7 separate regions of the Mus musculus genome follow, and all the other regions are linked to region 5. The links are chromatin contacts, called in public HiCAR-type, HiChIP or PLAC-seq and promoter capture Hi-C maps. All regions are on one chromosome and are shown on one strand. Each heading gives the region's core, a stretch centred on a gene start, on an enhancer-like site or on the middle of the called end of the contact. The rest is flanking DNA. Distances are from core to core; before and after follow the strand shown. Region 1 holds the start of Cc2d2a (coiled-coil and C2 domain containing 2A). Region 2 overlaps Cpeb2 (cytoplasmic polyadenylation element binding protein 2). Region 3 holds the start of Fbxl5 (F-box and leucine-rich repeat protein 5). Region 4 has its middle 29 kb from the start of Gm43699. Region 5 holds the start of Bod1l (biorientation of chromosomes in cell division 1-like). Region 6 holds the start of Bst1 (bone marrow stromal cell antigen 1). Region 7 overlaps Gm43699 (a long non-coding RNA gene).

Region 1 (3,004 bases), core at 294-2,793, 1.8 Mb after region 5:
TAAAAAGTGAACTCTGGGTTCTCTGGTACGGTGAGACATGAAGACACAGACATGGCTGTCTTGTAGAAAGGTTATTCACACAGATCCTTCAAAGCAGGAAATGTCTTATAATTCTATAACAGAATATCACAATGGATATAAATTTGTTTCTTGGGCTGGGAAAAAAATGACTCAATCAATAAGATACTGGCCCAGAATAAATACTGAGCTCAGGTCTCCAGCACCCACATAAAAAGCCAAGTGGCTACAGGCATCTATATTCCCAGCACTGGGGATACAAAGACAGACCAATCAACCAAACACAATCAGCAGCAGTCTCCAAAAACAGCATTCTCCAAACATCAGGCTCCAAAAGAGACCCTTTACTGGGGTTTTCCCTGGAAGGAAGGTTGTGGCATGGTAAGTGTGCTGGTGGGTTTAGAATTAAATAATTTGACTTGTTTCAGAATATTCTGGATCATAGACATGCTCCCTAAGCACCTGCCTCCAGAGTGACTTAGAGCAGAGGGGTACTTCTTGGTGATTGCAGTAGATGGAGATGCCAGCTTGGGGTCAGTTAGTACGTATCAAAGAGAATATATGCATTTCCTTGGAGTCATTTATTGTCTCTAGGAATTAGTTAGCTTCAGAGATCTATCTAAGACCCATGCAGTGAATGCCAGAGCTTTAGGGATACAGAAAATAGGGGCTGGGAGATAGTTCTATTAGTAAAGGGCTTTTCATCACACAAGCATGAGGACCTGGCTTTGAAGGTGGCTAACACTCAGCATGGTGGCCCACGTTTGTTCTATCAGCACCAGACAAGCTAAGACAAGCAGGGATCTGGAGTTAGGCAGGCAGCCTAGCCTAATCACCAAATGCCAGCTTCCAGTCAGAGGTCTTGTCTAAGAAACAAAATGGCAGGCTTCTGAGGAACAACACTTGGGGTTAGGAGGCCGCGGTCTGTGGAGTTCCTTGATCTGTGGTTGTCTTTGGCCTGTAGAGTCTGAGTCTGCTTACTACTGTTCTCACTACTTGGCCTTTTCTCCTGGTTTCTTGCCTTTTTTTTTTTTTTTTTTTTTTTTTTTGAGCCATCTTGTCTGTATCCCTGCTGGGCCGCTGGGTCATTTGTAGTGAAGAGTTGAAGAAACAGAGGTTAGGCGTGTGCGGTCCAGCTTCTGTGCACAGCCAGCCAACATCCCTAATGCAACACACGCTGGAGCTCTGATAGCTCTGATGCCCGGCCACATAGTCTTTGCTACTGCTTACTAGGCAGCTCCACACAACATGGCCCCTCCTGATTCTAAACCACTCTACTTATCAACACCTTCTGTCCTTGACCCAACAGGCCATGCAACCCAGAGACATAAGGCAGGACACCCTGCTGAGAGCCTGAGTCCTCTCTGCTAGGCTGCCCAGTTGCTTTCCCTTTGTCTCTCTTCAGCACGTTATTTTTCCACTGCTTGCCCAGCAAGCTCATATTCCAAGTCTTAAAAGTAAACTGCCACTTTAAAAAAAAAAAGCGGCCGCCTAGTGACCTTCCCTGGGAACTGGTTGCTAAGCTGGTGTTTTTTTTTAAACCCTGAGATATGGCTGCAGCTTCCCAGGGAGTAACCTCTCTTACCCCAGCCCACCCTTTCGCTCATTTCTAAAAGGTTCTCTGGCTTGACACAACTGGTCTCTCATCTCATCCCTTCAGCCCAGCAAGTGGAATCTGCAAACTTCGTTTTGTAGAGTGGACGAAGGTAAATCAGTCTTTAACAGAGACAGGCTGCAGTGTCCTGCTTTCCTCTCCTTTCCGTTCCGGCAGAGAAACCAGCCCCTCCCTGGTGCAGTGAGAGTGGAATGAATGCTTTGTAACGTTAGGGACTCTCATCTTGCTAACATTAGAGACCCTTCATCTTGCTTGCAGTTTCACTCTCTCAATGCAAAGTGGGGGCACTGCAGGGACAGCTCTGATTTCAGCTGCTGTCTGGCTTGCAGGGGAAAAGCAAACCGGTTCACAGAGAGCCTCTCTGGTCAGTGTGCTGCTAAGCACTAGCTGCGTGTTGCTTTCGGGCCTTTAGTTTAAACTGCTCCGGGGAAGGGGAGGGCGGGCCGGAGGGAGTACTCTCCGTGTGGCGAGCTCCACTTTTCTTGTTATTGGACAAAGAGCTCTGAACCGCAGGGCTGAGGTCTGCCAAGCTTTCAGAAGTCTACTGGCCATCAGCTCAGCTGTTTTCATTTTAGGTGCTATGAAATGCTAGGTGCTATGAAATGCTAATAAAATCTAATGAGAAATACATGTCTGCTATTGCATTTTATATAACATTTCTGCAAATAAGTGTAACGACAGCATGCTTTGTATAGAGGGGAACTGTATATGGATAGAGAAAATATGTGCATATATGTATACATAGAGATAGAGAGATATGCACATATATAAACATAGATCAATCTGTATATAGATAGTTGGCCTAGAGTTCACTTACAGAGTCATTTATTCAAGTTTTTAGTGAGCATCAATGATGCAGCAGATGAAGAACTCAAGTTTACAGTGTACAAAACCAACTTAGACCAGGTCCAGTGGTGAGACTTTGCTGGGGAAGCAGATGTAGAAACAGATAATGAGATCAGTGACAAAACAGACTTGTAAAAAGGTCTAAAGAGCTTGGCCCACAGCGGGACTCCTGCCATAGAGGTGCTTCCAGCACCCCCTGTGCAGCTGAGCAATCCCATGAGCAGAGCCTGGGTGCTGACCTGGCCTCATCAAGTGAAAGGTGTCCCGTCCATCTGATTAAATGACCACACACAGCTGTGTCACTCACCTGGTACCCTAGAAGCTGGGGCTAGAGTAACTTGCTGCTACATAATTAATCATTAAAAAGGCACAGGATGGCTCCTGAGAGTTCACAACTTTGAGCGGGCCCTCCCACTCGAAAGGAAAAGCCTCGTCTCTGAAGAGAGAAAGTGAGCATGCGTGGAGGGGAGGAGGTTCCAGCAACATTTTAAACAGACGAGGGAAAACAAGTGTCCTGGTCCTGGC
Region 2 (3,118 bases), core at 472-2,971, 1.4 Mb after region 5:
TGAAAATTATTTTCCCTTCTTAAACGGAAGTAAATATTTGAAATGAAGGGGAAATGAAAGAGAAACACCTTCTCCTACCAGGGTGAACGTGACAGAAATGCTGGTTTGTGTCACCTTCGTTCCTGTTAGGACAAAGCTCATTGGTCTAATACTGTGTCCCTCCCTGCCTCTCCCCTACCTCTGATTTGTTTTGTTTTCTGTTTGTTTGGGGATTATTTTTCCTTTTATGTACTACATTTTTATTTTCTAACCGTTAAACACTGTATTTGAGTTTTTTTAATTTACAGATCATATTTATTTTACTATTTTTGTAGAAAATTATTAATTTTGATTGTATTTTTGTATTTTCAAAGCTTCTTCATTTGTGTTCCCTAAATGTTCATATTGCTGCCCAAAAGTATGAATGACTGTGGAGGAAAAAGTACTTTAAAAATCCACACTTTTTGTTAAGAAGGAAACATTTAGCATTTATATATTTGTGTATGGAAAACACTTGATATTTTATCCCTGTTGCATCTGGCTGCACGAGCCTCTCCTCAAAGATGCCACAAAACTTGAATATAACACATTTTGGAAGGCTGACTAACCTCGATTCTGTGTTGTGATGTGCAATACTGTTTCTAATGTTTGTATAAAGATACAGTGTAAACCTTTTTAATGCAAATTTATTTTTTTCATTGCATATTTTGCAGACTTTATCCACAGTGTCATTTTTTACTGTCAGAAAAGATGCCCCTTTTGTCATTGCAACTATTTTTTAAACCCAGAAATCTTTGTACTGATGTAAATGATTGTAGTTATTTTGGATAGTGTTTTGCTAACAAAAGGAGAGACTTTTTTCATGCATATTTCTATTTTGTTTTTTTGGGTTTTATTTTATTTTAATAGTAGTAAAATACTTGGAATAATTTTTCATATTCTTGTCATTAATATTATTTTGTATTTTTATGTGAAAATATATAATTTTATGACACTAATTGCTAAAGTTTATTTTATGTTGAATTATTTTTGGAGCTGAAATCTTTGTAATATTAAAGCAACTAGTTTCTAATTCCCAGTTTCTGTATAGAATCGCACAAGTGGTTTATGGAGTGTTTGGATTGTAACTATAAATGGTTCTTTGATATGCAAATTAATATTTTCAGTTGATTTTATTTTATATTCCTAATGGGGTGTTAAAGCCGTTTTTTATTTTTTTCTAAATAAAAAGAGAACCCATGCTTTTATGGACACTAGGTAAAACGCCTTCAGCTTAAAATTTTTGTTAAATAATTTAGTTTATTTTATTGTTATCTTCCAGGTGTCTAAATCTCCAGTCTGTCTGTTGTACTGGTAATTTAACTCTGTAATGGAATAGTTTGCTGCCAACTATTTATATTAAGTAATTTTTAAATATTTGTAATATTGTTGACTGACTAATAAACTATTAAGTTATTGGCAGAGCTGTGTAATCTTATTCTACAATTTGCACCCTTCACACTGTCAGGTGAGACTGTAGTTTGTCAGAGGCATCAATCAACGTCTTAAGAAAACACAAGCCACTTCACAGTGTAGTGTGCGGGTCAGAGCCACTCCAGGAGCTACCCATGCAGGATTCCTCAGTATTTCAGCCTGGAAGCCCCTTTGTAGCCACGCCCCTTCCTGCACCTAGCCCTCAAACACCTTAGACACCTCGCAGTAACACTGAAGTGTTACCTCATCTGACCTAATGCTTTACTCCAAAAATGAGGAAGTCAAGGGCTGCTAGAGAGTGCAGACCTTGAGAGCACTAATGCTCCTCAGGGGACTCCACTGTGGTTCCCATGTTGGGCAGCTAAAAACTGCCTGGAGCTCAGGGGAACTGGGCCAATGGCATACACAAGCCCATGCAAGCTGACATAGAAGCAAACCTTTAAACCTGAGGTAGGTCTAGTGGTCGTGGTTTAGATCACAGTGCTAGCACCCGATCGTCACTTTCTCCTGGTTCTCTGCACACCCTGTGGGTTCTTTAGTGCTCCGTGTAAAGGAGGAACAAGGAAGAGACACAGACTGAGCAAGCTGAGGCCTGATTCCCTTGTCATAAAGGTGAAATTCCATCATGACCCCAACACAGGATTCTGGGATAAGTGAAAGGAAGAGTTATTAGTTTTTTGTTAGAAAGTTTGAACAGTAATCCATCACAGTAAAGATTTGTGCTTGTTGTAAGCATATAGGCTTCACAGAGAATAATAGGTATTGGAAAATAAAAGTCTAGATTTTCAAGTCATCTATACCATGCCTCCCACCAAGGCTCCAGGGGTATCACAGAAGAGGGAGCAGCAAGACTATAAGAGGGCCTAAGAGGTTTAGGGAACTTGGCTGTGCTTTCAGAGAACCTGAGTTTGGTTTCCAGTTACCATATTGGGCAGCTCACAACTCCCTGACAAACTACCATTCTAGGGGATCCTATGTTTATGTGACTCTCCAGGGTCCTAAACATGCGGAACACACACAGAGAGAGAGAGGGAGACAGAGGGAGAGAGGGGAGAGAAAGCATGAATAAAAATGAAAACACTTTAAAAACGACTGTAGACACTGGGAGTTTGAGAGGACTGAGGAGACACTGTCTTTTGCACAGAATGGGGCCATTGTCCTTAAAAACGCTTAGGAGAAGCTGTTGCAGGCACAAAATCAAGCCAGCCAGCTGGGAGGGGGATGGAAAGAGGTCCAGGATGAGTTAGGGGTAAGGGTACGAGGTGAATATGATCCAAAATACATGGATAAATAGTCAAAAATGCTAGATTCAAAAAGTAAAATACGGACTAGGAGAAGTGACTCAATGGTTAAGAGCACTGGGCTGCTAGGTCCTGTGAAGGTTCTATGTCCCAATATAGGGGAATGCCAGGCCTGGGAATGGCAGTGGGTGGGTTGGGGAGCAGGGGTAGGGGTAGGGGATAGGGGATTTTCGGAGGGGAAACTAAGAAAGGCAATAACACTTGAAATGTAAATAAAGAAAATATCTAATTAAAAAATAAAAACAAAGCACTGGGCTGCTCCACCAGAAGACCAACATTCCACCCCCAGCATGGTAGCTCACAATCATTTGTAACTCATGACTCTCAGTCATCTTCTGGTTTCCAAAGGTGGTAGGCATGCAGTG
Region 3 (3,084 bases), core at 542-3,041, 1.9 Mb after region 5:
ACAAGATCCAGACACAGGAAAAACAAAACAAAATAGAAGGAAAAAGAGAAGAGATATAGAAAGCACCAAGGAAGATGTACACATTGACAAAATTTCGCCCATATTACCAGGGAGTCTCTGGACTACCTCTCCCCAAAACTAGCCATTAGTCTTCACTTCATTTCCCTTTTGCTTTTTTGAGAAATTCCTGAAATTAAAGGGTAGTGCAATGAAAAAAAAAATCAAAAGGCAGGGAGATTACAAACAACACAACCACTAAATGAGAACTACCGCGAGTATACATACTCTTCTGCTCAAGGCTTAGCCAGTCCTTAAGCCTCCCCTGGGAAGGTGGTACTCACCATTGCTGGGCCCCACTCTCACTGAGAGCTCTAAACTGTACTTGACATCTGGGTTCTATGCTCAGAGATTCCAATTTGAGTTAGGGTTCAGCCATCAGGATTTTAACAGCAAGCTTGGGCAACCAAGTAGTGTGAGCCATGAGCCTATGGTCTTGGTGTTTAAAGGTCCACTGGCTTAGGACTAACTGGGTTTGAGTTTATTGGTTTGTTTGTTTTTCTTTTCCCAAAATGGAGGGAGAGGACTGTGCAGCCAAGATGCTAAGATCCTACACTTCAAATTGCTGGTCTTCCCGTGGCCTACCAGGGAAGACATTGGCCTCCTTCCTAGCACCTCTCCAGATTGAAAGACAACTCTTGTTTGCTGTTAATAGTGGTGCTAATTCCACGTAATCTCTGATAATTCAATTTATTTTTACGTTTAAGTTAATAATTACTTAACAGCTATTTATTTGGTTCACCTTTTTTGCAAAACATATGACTGCCCAGAATTTACTCATATATGATCTTCCGAACATAAAGTGACAATTCAGAGTTTTCAGCATCATTAGAAAAAGGTTCCCAACTCATCTTCACAAGAGTGCTTCTTCAACTTCGGCTACACCCATTAAAAGTCCAAAGTGAGTTCCACTGCAAGGCAACTTTTCCTAGGGGCCCCTCTCATTTGCTTCCAGTAAAAAGTCCAACAGAGGAACAAATTCTACAAGGAATAAAGTATCCAGGAAAAATAAAAACTGGAAGGAAAAAAAGAGTAACCAGGAAAGAGGAGTGCAGGTCTTCCCAGTCCGTGTACCGGGCTTGTGTACGGAACCAAACCAGTGCAAAGCAGGCAGGTAAAATAAGCCTGCTCCAGGGGCTGCAAGACGCTGCCTGTGGAGCCAGGAAGCAAGTCAAGAGGTCCAGAGAGAGGATGCAGTGTTTGCAGAGCGACTAAAAGAGCCCGAAGGGACCGGGCGAGCGGTGCTGTGGCTGCGAGTAACCGCAGAAGCGGCCTGCGGACGGGGAGCGGGCACCCCGCGGGCGGCCGAGCCGGACGGCCGGGAGCGCCCCTCACCCCGGCACAGGTCAGTCCCGCGAGCGCTCGTCCCAGGCCGCGGCCAGCGCGGGCTCCCGGGACCCCGGTGGGAAGGTTCGGGAGCCGCGCGGGTGCCGGGGCGCGGGCGACGGGCTCGCGCGGCGCCAACGCGGGGGTTGCGGGAGGCACGCAGGCCAGGCCTCCCGGAACCCGGCCGCTCCTCCGCGGCCGCCCTCCGCCCCGCGCTCCTTTACCTTGTCGCAGTAGCGCCCCACCAGCTGCTTCATCCGCCAGTGCGGGGCGGTGAAGACGTCCACTTCATCGGGGAAGGGCGCCATCGCCACTGCCTCAGCGTCCGCCTCAGCAGCCGCGGCCGCCGCCTCTCCATAGACACCCTCGCCGCGGGGCAGAGGCGGCGCGCCCCCCTGCGCATGCGCCCGCCCCGTCGGCGCGCGCGCCCGGGCGGTTCCGCGGGGCCGTGACGCGGGGGCGCGCGGGCCGCCGCCATGCGGTGCCGCGGCCCACGTGACCGGCGCGCGCGCTGAGGCGCCCAGAGCTCTCTCCTCCGGTGGGCATGGTCGTCCCTGGTCCCTTGCGTTACATCTCTTAAAAAATCGCACTGTCCCAGGGCGAGGGTCTTCAAGGGCGCTTCTCCGGGTGCCTGGCCTTGAGGCAGGGACCTGCGTGACCAGATCGAGCCTGCGTGCTCTGGACGGGCGGGCTGTGCGCGCGCCGAGCCCTCAGCCGCCTTTGCTGCCTCGTTCGGGTTTTGCTAGGCCTGGGATGCTGGCTCTGGGCCTAGCATGGCCTCTCCCCTGCGGCTGAGAGCTGGGGACCTGGCAGCCCCTCCTCACCCCTCCTGGCACGGAGCAGAGTGGGATGGTGGCCCTGGGGAACTGGAAACACCAGAGGGAGGACCAACACCTCAGATCAGGAACGACAGTCCCAGAGCGGCCAGATGAGCCTGCGGGGGTTTGGGGGGGGTGGGGGGGGCGGGGAGCCATCATGGCTGTCTAGTAGGGAGAGAGCCTTAGCACAAATCCCGCCATTTTAAGCCGAGGAGGCTCAGACAGGAAGAAAGGGCCATAAATGAGGTCACTGCCTAGAGAAAGGCCAGTGCACGTCACCTGTCCTCATCTAAGCCCTCCAGTAGACTTTTCCCAAGTATCAGAGCCGGCTCTCACCCCGTGGCTTTAGAATTCGTGGAAAAATGGGAGAAACACGGGCAAGGCTGAGAACCTGGGAAGGGTGTGTCGTTTTCTCAACAACCATAAACTTTGAACAGTAAGCAGAAGATATGCTACATTATTCACCTTTGTATTTCCTACCCCAAATTCATGTCAATGGTTAAAAGGAACCAGACTCTCAGAAAATGAATAAAAAGATACTTCTATTAGTGCAGCTAGTTCTGGTTACCTTTTGATATTAACATGCAAATTGAGCTGGAAAACAGACTCTGGAGATGAAGCTTAGGTTCATGGTTTCACCAAACTCTAGTTGTACTAACCTTGGAGAGCGACCTGACTTCTGTGTTCTGACCGCAGTATTCTCTTATGTAAAATGAGATGAGGGGAATAAATAACCTACTTCATAAGATTTTAAGGAAAACGGAGTACGTGTATTTTTGAAGTGCTAATAGGAATACCTCATCACGAATACTCCCTGTAAACAATGTTAGAGAAAACAGCTATGACAAAGGAAATTAAGACATTGCCCAGGATTTCACAAATC
Region 4 (2,947 bases), core at 272-2,771, 1.5 Mb after region 5:
GACTCAAGGCCAGTGACATCATTAAGGTCGTTTCAGATCCTATTATTCTGCTTCTCTAATGATAAACTCAGACACTTTCCAGAGTCCTCCACCTGTGTTTCCTTTCCCCTGACAACTGGTAGAGAAGACGAAGCTTGGATGACCAAGTGTACTCCCAGGCGAACCTCAAGGTTAAATGAAATTTCACACGGGAGATATGAGATATCAAACAATGTGTGATCTGTCCTTCTGTCCGTAATATGAAAGATGATTCCATGAGGGTCAAAGCTGCCCTCTACATTCCCAAACTCATAACATCATCATTAATAAGAGATGTCTTTCTTTCTTTCTTAACTCAGAGGCATTTCCCAAATAATCAAAGCTGGAACTGGTAGTTATACAGTGTGTGAGCTAAAAGGAAGAGAAAAAAGAGGGTGGGGCTTAGAGATAGACATACCTACCCAGTGAGAAATTCATTCTACTACACCTTCTTATAGGAAAATTGGGTTTTTGGGCAGAGTAAGTTAAAAGTGTTACCTCTGTTTATGTGGATAATACCCTACAAAAATAAATAAAGTCCTCAGTTACAAAAAGCTGCAAAACTTTACTTAATGGAGAGTCTTTCTTTTTTTCTTTTTTTATTAGATATTTTCTTTATTTACGTTTCAAATGCTATCCCGAAAGTTCTCTATATCCTTCCCCCACCCTGCTCCCTTACCCACTCACTCCCACTTTTTTTTTTTTTTTTTTTTTTTGCTTTACATTTATTTATTTGTATGTAGTGATGTGGAAGACAGAAGAACGGTTCTCTCTTCCCACCATGTGAGTCCTAGATGTAACTCAGGTTGTTGAGGTTCCACTCCCACTTCTTGGCCCTGGCGTCCCCTTGTACTGGGGAATATAAAGTTTACAAGACCAATGGGTCTCTCTTTCCATTGATGGCCAACTAGGCCATCTTCTGATACATATGCAGCTAGAGACATGAGTTCCGGGAGGGGGGGTACTTGTTAGTTCATATTGTTGTTCCACCTCTAGGGTTGCAGACCCCTTCAGCTCCTTGGGTGCTTTCTTTAGCTCCTCCATTGGGGGCCCTGTGTTCCATCCTATAGATGACTGTGAGCATCCACTTCTGTGTTTTCCAGGCACTGGCATAGCCTCACACGAGAGTCTTTCAAGCGTTTTTGTGCACAGAAACTTTTCTCTCCCACATAGCTGCAGCCCAGGGTTAGGTCACATAAACATTGAAAAATAGTGCTTTCAAGTTCAGTAAAGTGTGTGTGTGTGTGTGTGTGTGTGAGAGAGAGAGAGAGAGAGAGACAGACAGACAGACAGACAGACAGACAGACAGACTGACACAGAGACACAGACACAGAGACAGAGAGAGACTGACCTACATTTTGTCAGGGACAAAGACCTACCAGCATACCAGCATTTGTATCACGTTTAAAAGGTTATTTTGCAACGTCCTTCACGGGGATCATTTAAAAATAAAACTGTGTGCACAGAGACTTGCCTGGAAAGAAAGTTACCGATGTCAGCAACTGACTTTGGAATGAATTACAAACAAGCTGAATTGATGGTTAAATAGGTAAAAGGTGGACGGAGCTTCAGATAAGGAAACAGACATTGGGAGATGGGAATGGCAGACTCTGTAGAGTAAGTGCGCTGGATCTTTGCTGTGATGTTTTTAGGAAAAATGTAATGTTTTGAATATTTTTTAATAAGCATTGGAAAGGGAGTCTATGTACTCCATCAGCGCTGACAGGAATTAGGCTTGGGAAGAGGTGGAGCGGCCTGTAGTTCCTACCTGCTGATCTTGTGCCAAGTGCTTTCATGAGTATTCTGTTTTCAGCCAGCACGCATGGAAGCTTGGGGATTATGAGTTAACCCTAGGACTTCCTTAAGTTATATCTCGGCAATATTCCTTCTCGATAAACCCCATTCTTATACTATGTGTAGACTGAGCTAATGAGGGTGGCCTTCTGCACACCCCATTCTTTTCACAGGGAAGTGTGGCCAACACTCACTTAGAACTCGTCCCTCTTGTTCTGCCCTCACCCCCTCCCCACCCCTGCCAACATCTCAGTCAGATTTCTGTTTCTGTGATGAAATTTGGGTGAGAATCAACTTTCAAGGAAGAAAGCTTTATTTTGACCCATGACTTTTGGAGGTTGAAGTCCAAGGTCACGTTGGTACGTCATGTATACATGCAGACACTGTAACTCTGAGAGTTCTACTCACCCCAGGCAAGAGGAAACCACACAGGGAGGAAGAGATCAACATGCCAAGGTCCCCTTGAAGGCAAGCCTCAACTAAGCCAACCCAACTCCCTTTCAGGGGGCTTTCCTTCTTAAAGGTTCCAACTCCTATTCCCCCCTCCCCTCCCCCCCCCCCCACACACACAGCTATCTGCACTCTGGTGACCAAGCCTTTAATGCATGAGTCTAACTTAGAAGGTAGTTCGGATATAAAATATAGTATTGTTCTTATTTGTCAGCTTCTGGGGAGAGAAGGAGAAGTGAGAGGAGCTATCCACCCCTTGAAAAGGTACGGTTTCCAGACAGGCATAAGAGATGAGTGTTGTGTGTGACTTGCCGAGATGGAAACAGAACTGAGGAAGGAGTTAAAGATGAAAGGCTGGTGGCGGGGGCAGTTAAGAAGAAAGGGGTTTGTGAAAATGCTATGGTGATTTGTGAGAAGAGCTTCAGTGATCTCTGAGAGAAACAATATTGAAGTCACTTTGACTTCTTTAGTTTTGGAGCGTGTTTTTAGATATGACATTTCTCTGCAGTGCCTTTTAATGACGTGTCCCAGCAACAGATTGTAATTGCATAACCCTCAGAGGGAGGTATATCTCAGAGAGATCTGCTGAAGCAGGATTTTTACAACTTTCTTTACTTGGGGGAGGATCCAGATCATTGGATCAGCTTCTGGGTGGAATGACTCAAATATTGGAACAAAGCCAGCA
Region 5 (3,028 bases), core at 127-2,626:
CCTTCTGCTTGGTTAGGGAACCTTTCTGCTGACCCTTGCCTCTCTGTCCTCTGTCTCCTAACATATAACCTAACACACACCCCCTCCCCTTTCCTTCTTTCACTTCAAGTTGCTGTCATTTCCTCTCCACAGATTTCCAACGGAATGGCTGGCTCCATGCGCTATACCTCTCTTTCTCTCTGTCTGTCTGTCTGTCTGTCTGCCTCTTCTCATCTTAGTAAACTACTAAGCCAGGCAGCCATTGCAAAAGATCAAACGACAGTCCCATCTCCCAACCCACTTTTTTTCTCTGCCCAACTTTGCCTCTCTACCTTTGCAAGTTCACCCGCCCCTCAACATCCAGCAAAATACATTGTAAATCGTTGCCTTACCGTTTTACGATATCTGCAAACGCTACATTTGTTGCATTTACAAGCCGAAGAAACTTTTGGTAGAAAAAAAAAACCAATTTAGGTGAAAAAAGTAAGTAGGTAGTGGTGGCACACGCCTTTAATCCCAGCACTTGGGAGGCAGAGGCAGGCGGATTTGAATTCAAGGCCAGCCTGGTCTACAGAGTTCCAGGACAGCCAGGGCTACACAGAGAAACCTTGTCTCGAAAAACAAAAGAATGAACTCTAAACCGAGTCCCGTTTGCCTTAGTGCTTCTAAACCAGTCTCCCTAGGAACGACTTGGGTCTTGCTTACCACAGTGGTATACTAGCTAAGGCCAAGCATTGCCTGGCACATAATAGGCATTCCAGGCTAGTGTTTCTAGCCGGAGAAAGGAACACAAGGGCAGGGGAATGAATGAACATTCCAAGACTTGCAGAGTGCATGGCACACCGCCGCAAGTCTAACAAACAAACAAACAAGCAAACAAACAAATCAACAAACGAAGCAGCTGCAAAAGGAGCCCTGTATGCAAGACAGTCCCGAGGGTCCGGCTCGGGGAAGTCGCCCCTCGGAGCACACGGGACCCCACTCCCCGCGCCGCCCGCCGCTCTAGCCCCGCACCTTGGTGTCCACATCGGCCAGGCAGTCCCTGCGGAACTGGTCGAAGAGCCCCTGGCTCTTGAGGTGGTTTACGATCATGGCAACGAGCTGCGGGTCCCCAGCACCAGCCCCCGCGCTTCCCGGCCCGCTCGCTCCCGGGCCAGCCCCAGGGCCAGGCGGCGGAGGCGGCGGCTGTGGTTGCGGTGGCGGCGGCGGAGGCGCGGGCGGCGGTGGCTGCGGCTGCGGGTTGGTGGCCATGGCGTCCCGGACCGGGGAGCCCGCGAGCCCAGGCGGGCAGGCGCTCCGAGGAAGGCGGCTACACAGGTCCCGCCGCCTGAGGGAAGCCAACGGGATGTTGTTACGGAACCAGCGGATCTAGAGCAACCCCGGAAGTGAAAAGGAACTGAGGGAAAGGAGGAAAAGGCGGTGACAGCAGCAACTCAAGTCTGGCTACCGGGGCCGCGGCGGGCCAATTCCAGCCGCCTCGAGGCGCGGGCGCCCTCACGAGGCTGAGACGGGCGGGAACAAGTTGTGGTGGCGGCTGCCGCCGGGGAGCGAAACAGAGAGCCGGGTAGGAGCGTGCGCCCGCTGGCTCTCCACCTGTAGCTTCAGCTCAGAGGAGGCAGGAGTGAAGCGTTGGTTTAGTTTCACTGTTGCGGCTGCCCCAAGCCCGCCGCAGTGCGAAGCAGCCGTGGACTTTCTTTCTTTCTTTCTTTCTTTCTTTCTTTCTTTCTTTCTTTCTTTCTTTCTTTCTTTCTTTCTTTCTTTCTTTCTTTCTTTCTTTCTTTCTTTCTTTCTTTCTTTCTTTCTTTCTTTCTTTCTTTCTTTCTTTCTTTCTTTCTTTCTTTCTTTCTTTCTTTCTTTCTTTTTCCACCCACCCATCCCATTCTTCTGGTGTGTCTATCTCACTTGCTCCAACCTACAACCTCCCATTACTGTCTCTTAAGTAAGCTACGAGGGTTTTGCTGCACATGACGGTACTAGCGAGTGAAATCTGTATAGAGTTGTGTCTCAGGCATGACCCGTACACGCGTTAAGGCGTTTAGTCCTTGGGTGACACCTAAGACTGAGTCCTTGTATGATCGGGCTAGTTTTATGTCACCTTGACACAAGCTAGAGTCATCTATGAGGAGAGCACCCTAGTTAAGAAGAATGCCTCCCTAAGATCTGGCTCTAGGCAAGCCTGTGGGATGTTTTCTTAATTAATGTAGGATTAACTAATTAATTGATGTAGGAGGGTCCAGTCCATTGGAGGGGGCTACCCCTAGGCTGGTGGTCTTGAGTTCTGTAAGAAAGTATGCAGAGTAAGCCAGAGGGAGCAAGCTACTCGAGTACTCCAGGACCCTTGCCTTGGCTTCTGCCTCCAGGTTCCTGCCCTGTTTGAGTTCCTGTCCTGACTTCCTCTGATGAGAATGAACAGTGATAATGAAAGTATAAACCAAATTGCCCGCACCCCGCACCCCAGTTGCTTTTGGCCCTGGTGTTTCATTGTAGCAGTAGTTACACTCAGACATTCTACTAATTCCAATTTGCACATCAGGAAACCACGTAAATCATACAGAGTTGCACAGCGGGGGGGAAATCGCCTGACCTGGGACGGCGTTGTCTTTAAAATCTGTTCTTAAAGCTGAGTGGTGGTGCTTTTAATCCAGAAGCAGAGGCATGCAAATCTCTTGAGTTCAAGGCCCCTCCAGTCTACAGGTCTACAGAGTTCCAGGACAGCCAGAGAAATTCTGTCTCAAAAACAAATCAAAACAAAAAATTAAAAAGAGACAAACAACAAGAAAAAAAAAACATAAAAAAAGCAGTCAAGTTTAAAGTGGTGTAAAGTATAATTTAATTCCTTCCTTTCTCCCTTTCTTCGTTCCTTTTTTTTTTTTTTTTTTTTTCCTTTTTGAGACAAGGTCTAGCCGTGTAGATTTCACTGGCCTTGAATTCAATATTTAGATCTACCTGGCTGTGTCTCCAGAGTGCTGGGGATTAAAGGTGTGTACCACCACACCTGCCTAGTATAATTTTCTTTTTGTAAATATTTTTCAAAATAAGTTTTCACAAC
Region 6 (2,906 bases), core at 258-2,757, 2.0 Mb after region 5:
TGGTCAATATCAAATAAGCTGGAAAGTTACAAATGATCACAAGAGATGGAGCAGCAAGTTCCACTGAGAACACAGAGGTGAGCTAACACTACGCTAGAAATGGCTAGCAACACACTTGCAGTTTCTGTGTCATCTGCTGAGTTGCTTTCCCGTCCAGAGAAATTCCACAGGTTGTCACAGAAGTATAGAAAGCGCAGTGAAAAGTTTCCCTTTGACAAGGAAGCCCACTGAGTAGCTGATCTCTTGAAACATTTGATTCAGATATTGGAATTACTCATACTGACCTGCTCTAGCACAACACAGTATGTTGGGTTTTCCCAAAAGAAAGTAGTTGGCGGGGCTTAGGAATTCAGGAAAGAAATTCACATTTTCCTCACAGGAAAAAAAAATCTCACTTAGGAAATTGTTTTTGAAAATGATCTTTGTGTAACAATCTTGGCATATTATAGTGATTGGTTTTTTGGGGGTTTTGGGGACTTTTGGGGTTGCTGTTTATTTACTTTTTTTGGCAATTTCTTTTTTAAAGAAAGATTTTTTTATTTACATTTCAAATATTATCCCCTTTCCTGGTTTCCCCTCTGAAAATTCCCTCTCCCCTCTCCCCTCCCCCTGCTCCCTAACCCTCTCACTCCCATTCCTGGTCCTGATATTCCCTTATACTGGGGCATAGAGCCTTCACTACCATGCAAGGCAATCATCACAGAACTCCAGAATATGAGTGTAAACATCTCTAATGGGTATTTTGGCTTCATTGGAGTTATCCTTTGGTCTTCAAAAATTCACATCCATCCTACATGATAAATTCCTTTACCTAACCTACCGTCCCCTACAATTATGAACTTATTTTAGTATCAATTCAAGTCCCCAAATCTCACATCTAAACTGCCTAAATTACAAAGGAGTGTAGCTCTGACCGTACTGTATTCTCAGACAAAGTTATCTGTGAGCACTTGGAAAACTAGAAAACAAGCCCTGTGCTCCAGAATCCATGGGGCAGGTGTAAGTGATGCCTGTGGACGATGTCCCTCACAAAGGAAGAAAAGGAAAGACAAAACAGGCACCAGTCAGTCACATCCAGAGTCCACCCAGACAAACTCCCTAAGAGTCAACTTAGGAATGGCATGTGATTCTTGTCTGTGCCCTTGTGCCTTCGGCTTTTCTCAAAGCCATCAATTTTCACTAAGGGTAGCACATGTCTCTCCTGGAAAGACTGTGTGAACCAGGACAGAATTTAAGTTTGCTTAGGGCTCACATGGTAACAGATTTCTATAGAGGTGTGTGTGTGTGTGTGTGTGTGTGTGTGCGCGCGCGCGCTTCAAATTCCCATTCCCTTTGGGGTCCCTCCACGAGGCGTCTTTTGCCAGGCAATGCCCTAAGTTTAATTTCTGTCGTAATGGAAGAGGAAAGAGGATGGGAGGTGGGCTGGCTTGGCATCTGGATGAGTCCTGCCAAAGCTCAGCTAAGGGGAACCGCCTCCTCAGTGGAAGAGGAACTGGGAGGAGTCCAAGAGGCCACGGGCTAGAGGAATCAAAGTCTTCTTGATGGCTGTCCAGGGAGGCCTGTTGTCTCTGTGGCTGTGGCTATGGCTGTCCTTGCTGACAGTGCTTCTGGGGGCAAGAGCGCGGTGGACAGGGGAGGGTACCACTCCTCACCTCCAGAGCATCTTCCTGGGCCGCTGCGCAGAGTACACCACGCTGCTGAGCCTGGGGTAAGTGCTAAGCCAGACAGTGAAAAGGCAGAAGGGTGGGGTGAGGTGAGGGCTTTGGAAAGTCAGGTGGAGGGACTAGCGGGACTCCATGCAGGTGATGTGTATGTAGGTGATTCTTAGGGACAAGATCCCCTGTGCAGGGGATTTCCAGACCCGGGAGGAAACTGCTAAGGCTGCCCCTGTGGGTGTAGAGGTGAGGAGAAAGCTGTAATGCGACACCAGTCTAGAGGTGAATTTGAGTGAAAGAGCCTTGCCTACTATCAACAACTGCCAGTTTGGGTATTTTGAGCACCACTTGGGAATTAGCTCCCCTTGTCCCATCTAGAGGATTCTGGTTCCCCCTACCTTGTGCACACTGTGTTTCCTATTGAAATAATTTCCTTCTCTGGATCTGCTTTTTTGTGTTGTTACACCACTCTTTCTCATGCCAGTTGTTTTTAATTGGGATGCAGCTCAATAAAATAAAATGAGAGAATAACATAAGAAGTCAGGTTGGTCATTGTCACCAAAGGTAGGACAACATGACCATTGCTATAGAACGTGATTTTGAAAGGCGTCCTGGACCTCAGGAGTGAAAACTGGCCCCAGAAGCCACTCTGACTCAGTAGAGGAAACTGCTCCCAACACTTGGCATCCACTCCTATCTTCCCAAGTCTTGCCTCCTGACTTGACCTCAGTGGGCCCAGAGACTCGCCCTCTAATGAACCTGAACAAGGAGCTCCACTCTTGTGTCTTAATGAATAGGCGAAAGCCAGAGGTGTGGTTCAGTGCTAGAACAGTTGACTACATGATACATGTGCAGTACCTCCACCACAGACAGAGGGGGGGGAAGGGGGAGGGGAGGGGAAGGGGGAGGGGGAGGGAGAGGGGGACGGAGAGGGAGGGGGGAGGGAGAGGGAGAAGGAGAGTTCTGAAAACCAGAAGTTTCCTGGTTTATTGACATTGAAATTGTCACTTTCTAGCATCACTTTTATCTGTGGCCTTGTCTGCTTCTGTCATAAGTCTGGAGGTGGGGATGGGGTAGGGGACTGCTTTCCTTAAACTGGAGAACTCTGTTTTGTTGTGTGCACAGAATGTGTGTGTGTGTGTGTGTGTGTGTGTGTGTGTGTGTGTGTGTATGTGTGTGTGTTGTGCCTGTGCCCACAGAGAGGAAGACAGCCTACTCTATCATTTTCTGTCTTAGTCTGGAAGCTAGAGT
Region 7 (3,005 bases), core at 185-2,684, 1.5 Mb after region 5:
TGAACTAGGTGACAATTTCCACAAGAGAAGGTATCTCAGAATCTCTCCAGACAATGGTTCTAAAATAAGCAAGATTAGTCATGGTCAAACCATTTGCTTTTGAACCTAAACCAGATACTAAATTGTGCTACAAAAATCTGTAAATTCCTGGTATTCAGGACTGCCAAGATGTCTGAGAGAAGATGGTCCAAGCCTCAACAGGGCTCATCACAATCACCCCTCGGCTGACAAAGGCGCTCTGTATGCTGGGCCCTGATTAGGAACAAGCTTAGGATTTAGCACAATCTGTTCTGTGAGGCCAATTTTCCAGGAGCTGTGACATAATTGCGCTCAGAAGTTGTGAGCTTGATTTCGAAACTCTTGATATTGTCATGGAAATGATCGTTGTATTTTATTGCAATCAATTTTTTCTTTAGACTAAAGCAGAGAAGTTGAGTAAGAGGGGGAAATTAGTCCTTTAATAAAGGAAGAAAACAGATACTTAATAGCGTGTTTCAAAAGTTGAATACAGTAAATTACAAAGCTGGAGAAAATAAGACATACCATTTTCCTGTTCCTTCTTATTCCCCCTGCTTCTAGCTCATCCTTTCAACGCCTCCTCTGCCCATTCACAAATGGCCCCTGCTTCCTGCCTTTTGTTGTTTTACCTCCCTGATGTGGGAGTGGTGTGATAATGAAATCTCTCAGGCCAGTCCCTGCAGATAGATAATACCTCTTTGTTGGCTGGTGTTTTACCTTTATTCTGAGGCTCTCCATGGCTTAAAATAAGGCTCTACCAAATGTGTATGGTAGATGTCATTCAACTTCTATTTTTTTATGGGTTAAAAACCTGAAAGAAATGACAGCCTAGTGGAAGGGCCGTGCATGGCTTTTGCTTTATTCATTTTCAAAGTCAAACTAGAGAGGTTGTTATTACATACATATACTTAAAAATACAAGAAAAGTGGGGGTTCTCTGATCGTTTCCCAAGAATGTACAATGATTGGAAGAAAGAAAAGAAAGGAGATGGGGAGGAAGAAAGGAAGGAAAGGATGAGAGACTGTAAAAAAATCAAAACAAACCAACCAACTAACCAACCAAACAAACAAACACAAATCTACCCTAAATGCATCCTGTGGTATAAATATGTCCTTTTTCCCTGCCAACCTCTGGAGTTTGCAAAGGACTTTAGACAAGTACACGTGGCCCCATCTTCTGGCAGACTTATGCAATAGCGGTACCTATCTGATGATCTTCAAGGGTGGTTTCTTCATTTTTCTTTTTCTTTTAAATGTACTGTTCAAGGTTTGTCTTTTCTTTGGATTTTCATCCTAAGAACTTTATTGCTCTCTAGATGCTTCCGTTTCTCAAAGGAGGAATAAGAGACACAAATTGGATGGGAATCCAGAAGCTTCATGTCCTCTTGTCAGCACATGTGTATCTGTGTAGGCAGCCCATGCATCTGCAGCTGCCTTCTTCATAAAGAAAGAAGTAAGCTCTCCCTCGTAGGTTAGGTGATTGGAAGAGATGCCATGGAACTGAATGGTCAATGAAGATGATTTATCAGCTGGTGTTGGACAGCCTCCTCTCCATGACCCCCCCCCCGCCCCCCCCCCCCCCACACACAAATGAGTGACTCAGCTCAAACTTGGCTGGAATGCCAGCATCCATTGGCCTAAGCTGTTGATCTTGGGGCAATTAATTGTTATCCAAACGGGAGGTCCAAAGAGTCAAGATTCAATGGGAGTTGCAATTTGGGCCAAGAATTCTGCAGGCCTTGTTGTGTTAGTGAGGATGGAGATCAGAGAAATGGCGATAAGAGAATGATGGTCTAATGTGTTCTTTTCTTGGAGGTAAAAAGTAAACAGAATTCTGAGAAGCAAATTGGTGGATTTCTTATTCTCAGGGGCTCACAAGGGGCTGTCTAACCTCTAGCTGCTGCAGTATGATGAGTCTAGACCTTGCAAGGTCATTTAAGAGGAGGTGGATCAGAATGGAGAGCTGAACAAAAAGTCCCATCTCTCTCCTTCATCAATTCCAGAAGAGTTTTCCCACATACCATGGAAACTGAGCAGTGTGTGTGTGTGTGTGTGTGTGTGTGTGTGTGTGTGTGTGTGTGTGAAAGCAGTCTCATTATAAAACTTGAAACAGGATGGCAGAACAGGATATTAACTACCCACACAACCTATAAAACCAAAGGCATGGATCTCTTTGTTCTGAAGCCACATAAGCATCTCAATTTCATTTAAAAGTGCAGAGTAAGGAAAAGGAAAAGCTTATGTGTGGCACCCTGCAGAAACCATGACCATGCCTTAGATCACATGGAGCTAGTTCGAATCTCTACTATCTCAGTCATCCAGCTTGTTCATAATTTGGAATGTTGGTGAGGATCAACCATAATGTAACTGTGGTATTAGTGATGATACCTAGGGTAAAACCTAATGTGTCTTGTGACTTTACAATATGCCAGGTTAAGTATGAAGCCTTGTATACGAATTGTATTTAATTCCCAAATGAAGTTGTGAATCAGATTTACATATTGTCTGTGTTTTAGAGATAAGAGAGAAATGGGCAAAGACAAGGACACACTACAGTCCTGGAGTAACTTTGTCAGATGACCATTTTTACAAAGCACTTGTTATGCTAGGCTGTATTTGAGGAAGCAGAGACAAAAGCAGTGAACAGAATACATACAGAGTCCTGCAGCTGTAGAGCCTACACCAGGCAGATGACAAACAAATAAGTCATGACAGAGACCGAGTTGTGTTCTAACAAAATGCCAGCATGAAAGTCATAGCCCATGGTGTGAGTGCACCTGGAGACGGAACTTCTGAAAGTTAGTTATGAAAGCTTCTGCCACATTGCCTAAAAGAAAGAACTAGGGAGCGTAATTGCTTATGTGGGCTCCTGTTTTCAGATGGTTCAGATCTTGGTGGCCTATCGTTTGGGTAGAACAACATGGCCATAGGAACATGTTCATTGTATAATTTTCATACTAGCATCAGACAAAGAGGGATTCAGGGAAG

Evidence for each region. Promoter capture Hi-C pulls out the DNA fragments that hold promoters and counts their contacts. HiCAR-type assays count read pairs that join an accessible place to other places. HiChIP or PLAC-seq counts read pairs in DNA pulled down with a chosen protein or histone mark.
Region 1: a contact with region 5 is called in an H3K27ac HiChIP or PLAC-seq map of stem cell-derived neural progenitor cells, with 6 times the contacts expected there. The contact joins the promoter of Cc2d2a here to the promoter of Bod1l in region 5. A contact is called at or near these places in 4 of 39 promoter capture datasets (embryonic stem cells, hippocampal neurons, liver and 1 more), 4 of 115 datasets of contacts at active chromatin or transcription factors (kidney, large pre-B cells and stem cell-derived neural progenitor cells) and 1 of 9 other capture datasets (adipose tissue).
Region 2: a contact with region 5 is called in an H3K27ac HiChIP or PLAC-seq map of stem cell-derived neural progenitor cells, with 9 times the contacts expected there. The contact joins the enhancer-like site here to the promoter of Bod1l in region 5. A contact is called at or near these places in 5 of 39 promoter capture datasets (cranial neural crest, embryonic stem cells, frontonasal cranial neural crest and 2 more), 5 of 115 datasets of contacts at active chromatin or transcription factors (the 230-238 cell line, embryonic stem cells, pro-B cells and 1 more) and 1 of 9 other capture datasets (macrophages).
Region 3: a promoter capture Hi-C map of hippocampal neurons shows a contact between it and region 5, with 20 times the contacts expected there. The contact joins the promoter of Fbxl5 here to the promoter of Bod1l in region 5. A contact is called at or near these places in 3 of 39 promoter capture datasets (the C10 cell line, hippocampal neurons and liver), 2 of 484 Hi-C or Micro-C datasets (CD4 T cells and bone marrow-derived macrophages), 5 of 115 datasets of contacts at active chromatin or transcription factors (astrocytes, forebrain, large pre-B cells and 2 more) and 2 of 9 other capture datasets (adipose tissue and liver).
Region 4: a promoter capture Hi-C map of liver shows a contact between it and region 5, with 6 times the contacts expected there. The contact joins the enhancer-like site here to the promoter of Bod1l in region 5. A contact is called at or near these places in 6 of 39 promoter capture datasets (cranial neural crest, embryonic stem cells, frontonasal cranial neural crest and 2 more) and 9 of 115 datasets of contacts at active chromatin or transcription factors (acute myeloid leukemia, astrocytes, embryonic forebrain and 6 more).
Region 6: a contact with region 5 is called in a promoter capture Hi-C map of pre-B cells. The contact joins the promoter of Bst1 here to the promoter of Bod1l in region 5. A contact is called at or near these places in 5 of 39 promoter capture datasets (embryonic stem cells, hippocampal neurons, liver and 1 more), 3 of 115 datasets of contacts at active chromatin or transcription factors (astrocytes, embryonic stem cells and large pre-B cells) and 1 of 9 other capture datasets (adipose tissue).
Region 7: a HiCAR-type map of astrocytes shows a contact between it and region 5, with 7 times the contacts expected there. The contact joins the enhancer-like site here to the promoter of Bod1l in region 5. A contact is called at or near these places in 6 of 39 promoter capture datasets (the C10 cell line, cranial neural crest, frontonasal cranial neural crest and 3 more), 12 of 115 datasets of contacts at active chromatin or transcription factors (the NIH/3T3 cell line, T-cell acute lymphoblastic leukemia, astrocytes and 8 more) and 1 of 9 other capture datasets (embryonic stem cells).

What each region holds. Positions count from the first base shown.
Region 1 is chr5:43,660,836-43,663,839 of GRCm38.p6, forward strand. Cc2d2a (coiled-coil and C2 domain containing 2A) reads left to right here and starts at 1,544. Exons shown (of 38, transcript NM_001359906.1): 1 at 1,544-1,724.
Region 2 is chr5:43,288,285-43,291,402 of GRCm38.p6, forward strand. Cpeb2 (cytoplasmic polyadenylation element binding protein 2) reads left to right here. Exons shown (of 12, transcript NM_001368806.1): 12 at 1-1,440. Among named protein-coding and RNA genes, the nearest start is that of Gm7854, 54 kb to the left of the region's middle. Within about 2 kb of position 1,722, at least 58 of the 459 cell types and tissues checked have an H3K27ac peak or open chromatin away from gene starts, as enhancers often do. A contact at or near this core is called in the 230-238 cell line, pro-B cells and stem cell-derived neural progenitor cells, where this site is marked.
Region 3 is chr5:43,780,358-43,783,441 of GRCm38.p6, forward strand. Fbxl5 (F-box and leucine-rich repeat protein 5) reads right to left here and starts at 1,792. Exons shown (of 11, transcript NM_001159963.1): 1 at 1,608-1,792. The coding sequence starts at 1,691.
Region 4 is chr5:43,382,005-43,384,951 of GRCm38.p6, forward strand. No RefSeq gene overlaps it. Among named protein-coding and RNA genes, the nearest start is that of Gm43699, 29 kb to the left of the region's middle. Within about 2 kb of position 1,522, at least 7 of the 459 cell types and tissues checked have an H3K27ac peak or open chromatin away from gene starts, as enhancers often do. A contact at or near this core is called in liver, where this site is marked.
Region 5 is chr5:41,842,939-41,845,966 of GRCm38.p6, forward strand. Bod1l (biorientation of chromosomes in cell division 1-like) reads right to left here and starts at 1,377. Exons shown (of 26, transcript NM_001310601.1): 1 at 994-1,377. The coding sequence starts at 1,230.
Region 6 is chr5:43,817,386-43,820,291 of GRCm38.p6, forward strand. It overlaps Bst1 (bone marrow stromal cell antigen 1), which reads left to right and starts at 1,508. Exons shown (of 9, transcript NM_009763.3): 1 at 1,508-1,708. The coding sequence starts at 1,542.
Region 7 is chr5:43,359,312-43,362,316 of GRCm38.p6, forward strand. All of the region lies in intron 1 of Gm43699 (a long non-coding RNA gene), which reads left to right. Among named protein-coding and RNA genes, the nearest start is that of Gm43699, 6.5 kb to the left of the region's middle. Within about 2 kb of position 1,435, at least 30 of the 459 cell types and tissues checked have an H3K27ac peak or open chromatin away from gene starts, as enhancers often do. A contact at or near this core is called in astrocytes and stem cell-derived neural progenitor cells, where this site is marked.